3 separate regions of the Mus musculus genome follow, and regions 1 and 2 are each linked to region 3. Evidence: chromatin contacts called from public Micro-C and promoter capture Hi-C data. All regions are on one chromosome and are shown on one strand. Each heading gives the region's core, a stretch centred on a gene start, on an enhancer-like site or on the middle of the called end of the contact. The rest is flanking DNA. Distances are from core to core; before and after follow the strand shown.

Region 1 (3,564 bases), core at 358-2,857, 1.6 Mb before region 3:
AGGATGAGAAGAGTGGCAATTTCTGGGAGGGACAGGAGTTGGTTAGTGTCCCTGGTGCAGAAATCTTCTATAGACTCTTTGGACAGGATCCTTCAGGCCGGCTGTGAGTAGCAAGGAAGCAAGAACCCTCGGCCCCTACTTGTATACCCAGTAAGCGCTGCAGCGAGCTGCACCGTGGCTGGTTAGACCCAACTAGTGTAGCTCGGGCTCCATCTTAAAGCCTGGACACCTGTGGCTGTAGAAGCAGAGCTTCCACAGGCCTGTGCAGCCCTGTCAGGGTGCTTAGCTCTTCCAGGATGGCTGTTTTCCCAAACTGGAGAGAATGCTTTGAGGACCTGCTGGGAAGGGGTGACTGGAGGAAATCTAGGACTTTCTGAGAAGATAGTGAAGCCATCCATAACTAGGAGAGAGACAAAGATGGTGTTGGTTCCCCATAACTGCATGGGAAGAGTGTAAACAACCCTAGGCAAGTTGGGGCTCCAGGGCTGCTGTCAACAAAGGAGTGTGACACTGGGACTTAGTTCTCTGAGATGGGGACTCAGAAGAAGCCCAGTCTCCTCTTACCCTGTGGCCCTGGGTACCTGGGGACTCCTTGATGGTGGACTGGGTCTGGTCAGATCTAGGTGGGGTAGCTTCCTGTCCTGTGTGTCTGGGGATGCTGGAGCAAAGCTAATAGGGATCCTAGACTTTCCATGGGATCAGGCAACCCAGAATCGGTAGAGCTTTTAGGAAGGGACACAGTGGGATCTAGGGAGGAAATATCAGAACTGCAGGGAATTACAGGAAAATAGTTGAGGCTCCAGTGAGGTCTCTCCCCACTGGGAGTCACTGTGCATGTCAGCTCTTTGCATCCCTGAGGTAGGCTGCGAAACCATCCTAGCGTGGGATTGGGTCAGAGGGCAAGGGTGGAAATGGTCCTGGAAGTGGATAGACTGACAGGTTATCAAGAATGTAGACCTTGAAGGACATGGCTGAGGGTGTGACTTTGGGACTATGAAGCTGGGCAGGTACTCCTTAAGGACCACACTGCAATTGTAAACCTCAAGAACTGGATCAAGCTTGGATTTCTCCCTGAGGTGAGTCTAGAGCTGAGAGCATGCTGTTGGATCCAGCAGGCCTGAAGACTCCCTAACAGGCAAGGCCTCTAGAGAGCAAGACCTGGGGAAAGGTCTCAAGAGGTGGGTGGGAGGCCCAAGAATTGTGAGAGGTGGGGCAGGAAGATAAAGGACATGGGGGGGGGGCGGGGCCACAGGGAATGTCAATGGATTCTGGTGTCAGAGCAAGGGATTGAAAATCTCTAAGGATGTGAATTTGGGACCTGGAGGATTTGCCGGAGCTAGCCACGCAAGGCAAGGTGGGGCACGGAGGGACTGGGGCAGGACGATGGCGCCCTTTAGGGGTGGGAGATTGGAACACAGCGGCCGGCTCTGTCGGGAAGGTTGCACAAAATGGATGAGCCCAGTGAGAAAACAGCCTTGCTGGGGGGGGGGGGGGCGGGGGGGAAGGGTCAGGAAGGGGGGATGGGCAGTCTTGGGGGCGGAGCCTAAGGGAATGACATGGGCGGAGCCGAGGCAGGGGGCGGGGCCGGGACGCTGAGCCGTGAAGAGGCGGGGCGCGCCTAGGTGAGTGAGTCGCCCCCCTCAAACCCCCAGCACCCCTGCTCCGGGTACCGGTGACAGCTTCCCCTTCTGGCCCTTGGCAGCGCAGGCTCCGCGGCCGGCTGCACCACGGCGGGGCTAGACCCAGTGCGGCTCCATCTTGGCGACGGGCACCTGTGGCGGCCGCAGGAGCAGCGCTTCCGCCGGCCTTTGCGGCCCTGGAGGCGACAGGGTGAGAGGCTGGCTCAACACGAGCCGTGGTGGGTGCTGGGGTGGTGTGGGCGGCGCCCCCCTTCCTGAACCCCCGAACCCCTTCCTCACCGCTGTCTGCGCCGCATTCCTCCGCACGGTTGCCTCCCCCTTGCCCTCTCCGGTTCTCTTTTCCACGTTCCCTTTGCCCAGTCTCCGGGTTTTGTTTTTGTTTTTCCTCTGCCCCGGACCGGAGCCCATCGGCCTCCACCCCGCCTTCCTTTGCTTCTTCCCTCCCGGGTTCTCCTCTCTTCCATCCGCATCCCCCACCCTGTCCTCTGTTGCCAGCGCCCCGCCCTCTTCTGCTCAGGAGCATCCCTACCAGCGAGCTCACTGCCCCATATCCTTTGAGTCTTTGTCCTGGAAAGGTCTGTAGCCTAGATCCGAGACTTGGGTTGTGTACTTCTCCCTAAGACCACTGTGGGCTTTGCTCTGGAGATTCGGGGAAGGGAGCCCTGGCCAGGGAGGCTGCGTGGTGTGTGGTGCGTTCAGGCCTTTGACCGCAGCAGGGGCGGCCTGTGTTTGGCATGCGGAGTGCTGCTGTGAATGAACGTTCTTTCCTGCAGGTTCACACTGTAAACCCGCCTGTGCCATGGCCACAGTGAGGCGTGTGTCCATGCTGGGGCACTGTGCTGGGGAGTGCAGGTACAATCTTAGTGGCCTCCTGCAGTTGCAGTTGACCCTGAGACACATTCAGCCCACTGTTAGCACCTGAGTGAGCAAACCCTCACAGGTTTCAGGCCCTGGGACTCTTAGGCGTTCTGGGACTCTTAGGGGTTTCTCTATGGTGAGCAGGGTGGCGTCTTGGAGCTTGTTTTCTCATGCATACCCCTTTCCTGGCATTTCTCTGCCTTTAGGTTCTATGCCATCTCGATAAGGTTAGAGGCTACGAGGGACTGATTTTATTCTTGGAGCTGCCCCACCCACCTTAAGGGATGTCTCTTGCTGCGTTCTCCATTCGGCTTGTGTTCCTGTTAGGCCGTTTATTTGCACGCTGGCATGATCAAACCACTAGTTGTAGGTGGCCACACCCCTCTCTACAAGGGATTTGAGGTATCTGTAGGGGCTATCCCTACCTGGGCCTTTCAACTTCCTTATGTTAACTCTGTGAGCAGTCCTGATTCTCCTCTCACACCCTGCTCCCTCCTTTGTCGACTTGCTTGCCTTTTTGTGGCTTTCTGGACACAGAGGTTGTCATCTAAGCGCCTGCTGCTTGCATGAATGACTTAGTGTGGTCTGAGATAGGCCCTTTAGAAGCCTTCCCCAGTCCACCCCTAAGGTATAGGCTTCTCAGCTGGGGAGAGAATCAGAATTTCTAACCAAGTGGAGCCCACGGACTCAGGCTTGGGCTAGTCTGGAAGTTTCTGAAAAACTGGGGGGAGGGGGGTGTTTCTTCAAAATGGCATTGATAGTTGCTGCATGTGAGGGTGGTTGACTCTAGTTGTTGACAGTAGAACCCGAGGACAGTGACCACACGATGTCATCCACAGCTGTCACAGCGTTTGCATTAGACGCGGTGGGAGAAAGGACATTAAGGTATTACTCAACACTAGTGCTCTTGGATACCTCTGTGTGTCTGCCTTTTGTGTGGGGCTAAAACGCCTTCCCAGGAGAGAGTGTGTGGGTATGTGCATGTGAGTAGGAGTGTTTGATCCTTTGCAACTGAAGCTGCAGAGAGCTGAGAGCCGACCAATGTGAGTGTGTGTGCGTGAGCCGT
Region 2 (3,457 bases), core at 353-2,852, 1.3 Mb before region 3:
GCTCTGTTCTTTGGAAAAGATGCCCCATTACCCATGTTCTGTCTGAATCGGAAGCCAAGATGGCGCCCAGTGAGCAGCAGGTGGGAAGCCCTGGGGCTGTACAGGTCAGCCTCGAAGATCGCCAAGGTTTGCGCCTATCGACCTTGGGAAAGAAGAGCGCAGACAGAAGGATTTTTCTCCTGGGGAACGGCCTCCTCCCAGACAGGACTGCAGGAGACCCCTGCCCACATTTTCTGGAAAGGCATTCTGAAACCATGAGCAGTCACCATGACAACCAGGGTCTTCTCACCACCTGCTTCCCAGACTTCACTTCCTCAGCACTCCCGCACTTAGCCCGGGCCTTGCAAGGGCTTCTCAGCCCAAAGTTAGTGGGCTGGGGCTCAGAGCCACCTTCCCTAAGAAGAGGGTGGGGAGAGCCTCTGTCAAATGGCCTCTGGCAAGTTCATCCCTAGGTGTGAAGAGAGTAAAGTGGGGCATGGACCAGGACCTGGGCAAGGTGCTTCTGGACCTTTTCTGAGACCTTTCTTCTGAAGTTTTCCGTCCTGAGGTCACAGGCTCTTAGTGCTCTGTGCTTTCTTGCTACCCAAATCAAGCTTCCTATCCGGGCTCCGTGCTTGGCACTTCCACTGGTGCTGCCTTGTGACTCGCTGAGCAATCCCTGTGACCCCCATACAGCAAGTGCCAGCACAACTTATGGCACGGATGGTCCTCAGTCCATGCCCATCTCCATTCTGTGCCTAAAGCCTTGAGTATATGCTGATAGTTGTCCAGCAGTTGTGCAAGCTCCCAGGGACAGGAGGTCTGCCACCAAGTACCACTTGTCCCAACTGCAAGCTCTGGCCTGGTTCAGGGAACTGAGTGGATTGTCAGTGGAAAGATGAATTAAAAGTCAGTACAAGAAAGGAAGGGAGAAGAAAGCTGCGAAGGAACAGAGAAAACAGATAGAGAACTGATGGATTAGGACTCCCGGTGCATCTTCTACTTACCCAGCCGGGCACGGAAGCTTCGGACGGTGTTGCCTCCTCCCGGTGGAGCACCTCTTCGGTTGTACTTCTCATAGAGCCTGAGCATGTGGATAGCGACCATGTCCTGGGCGCCTGGGCCCAGAGCGGCTGCTGCGTCCCCGGGTGACTGCTGGGAGTCCCTGTCCCCCTGCAGACCGGCAGCTGCCGAGGGCAATGAGGACCATGAGGGGCCCCTGTGGCCGCAGCCTGCGCCCCGCAGCAGCAGGAGCAGCGGCACCATGGGCAGCAGCTGGGACCCCAAGCTGATCCGAGCAGGACCTGGAGCCATGGCTGAGTAACGGTGGTGAAGGGTCTGAGCCCAGGAGAACAGACAAGGAGGGCTCAGTGTTGGCTGTGCACCTCGTCCGCGGCTGGAGTGTCCCTGTGGGACTCGGACAGCCCGGATGACCCCACTCGAGGTATCGGGATTGGCTCTCTGTAGCAGCGCTGTGCGCCGAGCATCCGCGCCGCCGGGCCAGCGACCACGGCTATCCTGAGCCGCGTGGAGCTCAGCCGAGCCCGCGCCGGCGCGCTCCCTTGACGGCCTCGCGCTGCAAACTTTGCAGCCCACGGAGCGGCGCCGGGACTGGCGAGTTCGAGGGGCGGGGCGGGGCGAGGTGGCCGATAGCGCCCTCGGGGGTGCGGGGGGCGGGGATCCTGCTGTGTCCCCACTCGCCGCCGCCAAGAGACGGTCTGTGGCCCCGGTGTGCTGTGCGTGCGTCCCGGTGTGCGGGCGTGCGCGCGCCGGGGTGTGCGCTCCCGAGTGTGGGGGCCGTGGGTGTGGGCGGGCGCGCTCCCCGCTCCCCCGCCGAGAGCCGGAGACTAGCCCCGCAGCCGGCTCCGGAGTGTCGCTGCCTGCAGCTGAGCCAGGGCGTCGCGGGGGCTGGGCGGGCTTTGGAGGGGGCCCGCCTGCGGGGTTGTCCCTGCAATGGCATGCTATGGCTATGTGGTTGGAAGATGACAGCTCCCCCATGAGGACCCAGAGGCCATGTGTGCCTAGTTGTCTCTGAGCTAGTGTGTGCTCAAAATGCAAAGGTGCAGTCTTGGGAACAGGAGCTCCGGCGATTTAACAACAGAAGGTGTGTGTGTGTGTGTGTGTGTGTGTGTGTGTGTGTGTGTGTGTTTCCAAAGCTCAACCAACCTAAATCGGTGGAAGCAAGATCTTGATCAAAACACAAAATTAGAATCATCAGGTTAACTTGACCCTTTCTTTGGCAACGGTGTTTCCACTTGTTGAAGACACACAGGAAAGGTCTGTAGAAAACATCGGACAGGATTGCTTAAAAAAGAAAAGGGCATGCTTTCAATTTACTTTGTAAAAAGTTTCAAAGCGTCAGGGAAGGAGGAGAAAAAGCCCACAGTTTTCTTGAAAAAGAGTTCCGAATGAAGTGCTGGTGTAGGGTGTCGCTGACCCCTGCTAGGGCAGCTTAGTCCCGGGGCAGAAGGGCAGCCCCAAAGGTGCTTCACTCTAGCAAACTTACCTCCCTATAGATAGAATTCGGGGTCCTGGTGGGGGAAGATCTGGTCATTTTTACCAACTTTAACTGAAACATAGTAATTTCTAATGTTATGTGAACAAGAAAGCAGTCATAGTGGCAAGTGCTGTGGCTTTTCACAGATAGACATTAGTTAGATATTTTCATTGGACCTGGGAAGGTTTTCCAGATTTCCCAAAGTAAATTTTTTGCTTAAACACTATTGAAATTACAACAAGTCTTGGGCCCTGCTAATTAAGGAATTAATGAAATAGAATATTTATTATTGTCATGCTGCAGAGGTGCTTTAAGATATTTTTATATATTAGAGTACTGTTGGTTTTCTCTGTTAACTTGGGAATTCCATTTTGTGCATTTAAAAACATTCTTTAGGAGAGGAGTCCACAGAATTTAGCAGGCTAGAAAGACGCCCAGGGACCTAAACGTGAAGGACTCTTTAGACTCTAGATGCTGTGACCTTTTAATACAGTTCTTCCTGTTTTGGTAAACCCCAACCATAAAATTATTTCTATTGCTACTTCTTAACTGTAATTTAATTGCTGTCTTGAATTGTAACATAAATATCTGTTTTCCATTCACATGGTTTTAGCAGACCCACCTGAAAATTTCATTAGACCCTCAAAATGGTTGCAACTCACAGGTTGAGAACCCCTGCATTAGAGGGACAGGACCCCCTTCAAGCCCACACTCTTCTCTGTGCTGCAGGCTAATAGTTAGTACACTCATGAACCCAATGTTCCTCTTACCTGGTGACTCTGGGCTTTGGGAGCCAAAATAGTTACTTTATTTTGGAGGGATCACAGTGCAATAATTGAAATTTTCCTGGAAAAGCCTTCTGTTGCTTTGTAAAATGACTATTTATAGTTTTTTTATTTTTATTTTTTATTTATTTATTTTTTTTAATCTCAGACTATCATATTAGAATCCATCCTTCCCAGAGCTGTGAAGCTTTGGCCT
Region 3 (3,272 bases), core at 400-2,899:
AGGGCTTGTATATAGAAAATGAAAACAAACTTTCCCAAATCGTGGCTGAGACTGAAGACTGCTCAAGGCAACCTACAGCAAGGTGGACAAGTGTCCCGGAATTATAAACCTTTGAGTGTCTCCTCCAAACCACAGCACAAGCACGGGGGGGGGGGGGGGGGAGCGAGGGGGGGGGGAGTATGTACACCTGACGCTACAGATCACTGCCAGGAAGAACTCACCCTTTGGTTCCCAGGCCCTGGTTAGAGACACCCAGGGATGCAAGCTTCTCTCACTTCTCACTACCCCTGCCCCACTTAACAACTGGGAGAAGAAAACACACCAGGAATAGGGAAAGGCATTTCCCCCCTAAGGTCTAGAGACCTTAAACAACCAGACCCTGGTCCTGGGGGCTGACGAGCTGGTCATTTGTAGTCAGAAATTCAGTAAATCGCTGAGATGAAACTATTCCTGGACACTCCTGACAGGTAACTATCAGGGAGCTTGCATCCAGGGACAGCTTTGCCGCTAGAAACTGACTTTAAGTTGTCCAGAATTTCGTGTGCGATCCCGGAGCACTCTTGCCAACGCCCAGGGTGAGAGTAGGCCCTTCCTGACACGTAGTGGAGCCCAGGACTCAGAGGGCAGTTCAACTTGCTTTGGTTTTCTGGGATGTTAGCAAAACACCGTGAAAGATTGATGCGGGCCCCCTGGGCGGAGGAGCCCCGATTAGAGGCGTGACACCAGCATCTGTGCTGGGAGGACCAGGCGTCCCTGAGGCACCCATAGCCCGGGGCAGCGCGACCCAGGCGGAGAGGGAGGTGGGAGGCAGGTGGCACCAGGGCGGAGGGATGGAGCTGGATGTAGGGGGGGGCTAAGGGTACCCCTAAACCCTGCCAAGAGGCTGCCACCTTGTGGGGCGAAGACCCCAATACTTATCAACCCTTTTGTGGCCCGGCCCTTTTGGCTAGCTTGGCCTGGCCAAACAGCCCGGGAAAGCGGCGCTTACTCACCCTCTAGCTGTGGCGGACAGTGGAAATAAAACATCGCCGACGGTCGGATGGGCCCTGATGGCTGGACCAGGGCTGGTAGCGGCCTGGCAGACTTGTGCCTGTGCGTGGCTCCGGCCTGGCTGCAAAGCAAACAGCAATAGAGCCTGAGTCTCCTGCCCGCACACCCCGAGGATCACAGGGAGTGCTCCTCCTACTAAGCCCTTCCCGAAGCCCTTGGTCCCCTGGGGCCACCGCGGGGATGGTGGGAGAAGTGGTTGCACCTCCCTTCCCAAGCCACGACCCTACGGTCAGCCTTCGGCATAGGTCCTGCTGCTGGACAACCGCGCCCTCACCAAGCTGGGCACAGTCTGGCTCCTGGTTCTCAGGGGTCCCAACCACAAGCCCTGCACTTGGCCACCGCAGCTGGGTCCGGCGATCGCGCAAGGCCATCTGCAAGCGCAGCAGCTCGGGCCAAAAGCCGGTGAAGTCCCAAGGCCCAGCGCAGGGAGCCGGGGGAGCAGCACGGGAACCCTGCCTACCTCTGCGGGAGGCGGGCGAGAAGGCCGGAGTGCGCTCGCCTCTAGTCCGCACGCGGGGCTCGGCTGGCGGCGGGCGGGGCTTGGCGCTGCTGGCGCCCGCAGGACCAGAGAAGTGACTGGGGAAGTGGCCAGATGTCTTGCTGTCTGTCTACAGCGCGCGCCGCCGCTCAGCACTCGCCTTTATAATCTCACGCATAATTGGCCTTAATCTGATTATTTCCAGCGCTGTCTACAGCGAGTAACTTGGATAGGTCTATTGGGCCTTACAAATGGCCCACGTGGTGTAAAAAAAAAAAAAAATCCGTCACTTCTCAGCAAACATCAGGAATGTTTTTCCCTTTTTTTCTTTTAAACGAAGATAAAAACAACAGCTACCAATATCATCCCCCACCCAAAAGAGATTATGTTTTAAACACTCACCCCAACCCCAGCCCTCTGGGCCCCCTCAGTCTCAACCCTTCTTTCTCTGAGTGAGATTGGATTTGGGCTCGCCCTTGTCAGAGGCCTGGAGACTCCAGGACTGCAAAATTACCAAAGCGCTGCTAATTGTCGCCGCCGGATGGGTTTTGGGGGTACTCTTTGCACACGGCTTCCCTTTCCAAGCGATCGTACAAAAGGAAAGTTTGATTTTGTTCTCAGCAAGGGGTCCCTGAATTTATGTTCGCTTCTCCCTGCAAATGATATGCAGTGGGACCCTTCGCAATTACTTTTAAAATGCATCCGAGGCAGACACTCAGCGGAGAGAGACCGCCCTTCTCTCTGCCTGGGTGAAAATTAAACTCTAAAGTACCGGGTTGAAATTTTCAAGTCAGGGGCGCGGGATTGGATCAAATCACATAAACTGCAAAAAAAGCAAGTCTAATGGCGCATAATTGGTTCTGTAATAGCATTACACCAGGATAATAGCCCGTTACGGCCCCCTGCACTATTAAGTGCTTCCCTGGCGGAAAGCCTTTATGATATTAAAGGGGGAATATAATGATATTTTGGTTATTAAATGCGTGTAATTAATTTATGCACCACTGAAAATAAAGTTGGTATTATGACCCACTCAAGATGCATCAGAAGATGCGAATCAGACAACTGTTGATAAGTTCTGGTGTCTGTGTTCCGTCTAGACTGCCGATTTTATTTTGGGACAATGGCTTCTTGGACAGACTACATAAATTGAATATTTTATAAACATTCTAATGCTGCGTTTGAGAGCCTTGGCGGAGTGGTGGGTCGGGTCCCTGCCCGGCCTGAGATCCACCCTTGATCTTAAAGACACAGAGCTTTGGAAACAAAAGGCCTGGCGGGCCCACTCGTGGACCAGCGACCGGGGCAAGTAGCGCGGAGCTGGAGAACTGAGTGCTGAGGCTCTGGCCGGCCAGTGGACACCCCTGGGAAAACAGCCAGGAAGAAACGCGGCACCGCTCCGGCGGACTCAAGGCTGGGCTGGGCCTCTTGCACTCAAGCGGCCCTTTCTAGGCTCAGCCGCTCCCGGCCGGAATCGGCCCTGCTGGGAGCAAGAAGAGGCTGGAAAATGACTGCTCGGCTCGGAGCGAACAGACCCGCCGCGCCAGCTCTCCTCCAGGGCCACAGACTCCCGCAAGACCAAGCGGCGGGCCCGAGTGGAGAACGTCGGCGAGCCAAGCCGCCCCGTGCGGTGGATGGCGCGACCACCCGGCCAGTACACAGCTTCGAGGCCCGGAGCAGACCCTTTCTCGGTCCCAGGCCACGACGAACTCGCGGGTCCGGCTTCCCTCCAGGTCCGGCTCAG

The links. Promoter capture Hi-C pulls out the DNA fragments that hold promoters and counts their contacts. A called contact is a pair of places that touch in the nucleus more often than the background predicts.
Region 1: a promoter capture Hi-C map of stem cell-derived epiblast-like cells shows a contact between it and region 3, with 4 times the contacts expected there. The contact joins the promoter of Gprin2 here to the promoter of Prrxl1 in region 3. A contact is called at or near these places in 2 of 39 promoter capture datasets (hippocampal neurons and stem cell-derived epiblast-like cells).
Region 2: a Micro-C map of embryonic stem cells shows a contact between it and region 3, with 2.4 times the contacts expected there. The contact joins the promoter of Gdf10 here to the promoter of Prrxl1 in region 3. A contact is called at or near these places in 1 of 39 promoter capture datasets (embryonic stem cells) and 1 of 484 Hi-C or Micro-C datasets (embryonic stem cells).

The regions. Positions count from the first base shown.
Region 1 is chr14:34,199,676-34,203,239 of GRCm38.p6, reverse strand. Gprin2 (G protein regulated inducer of neurite outgrowth 2) reads left to right here and starts at 1,607. Exons shown (of 2, transcript NM_183209.2): 1 at 1,607-1,830.
Region 2 is chr14:33,921,732-33,925,188 of GRCm38.p6, reverse strand. Gdf10 (growth differentiation factor 10) reads right to left here and starts at 1,602. Exons shown (of 3, transcript NM_145741.3): 1 at 987-1,602. The coding sequence starts at 1,293. Gm30031 (a long non-coding RNA gene) reads left to right here and starts at 2,090. Exons shown (of 4, transcript XR_001781214.1): 1 at 2,090-3,457.
Region 3 is chr14:32,597,785-32,601,056 of GRCm38.p6, reverse strand. It overlaps Prrxl1 (paired related homeobox protein-like 1), which reads right to left and starts at 1,649. Exons shown (of 7, transcript NM_001347590.1): 1 at 1,511-1,649; 2 at 993-1,111. The coding sequence starts at 1,026.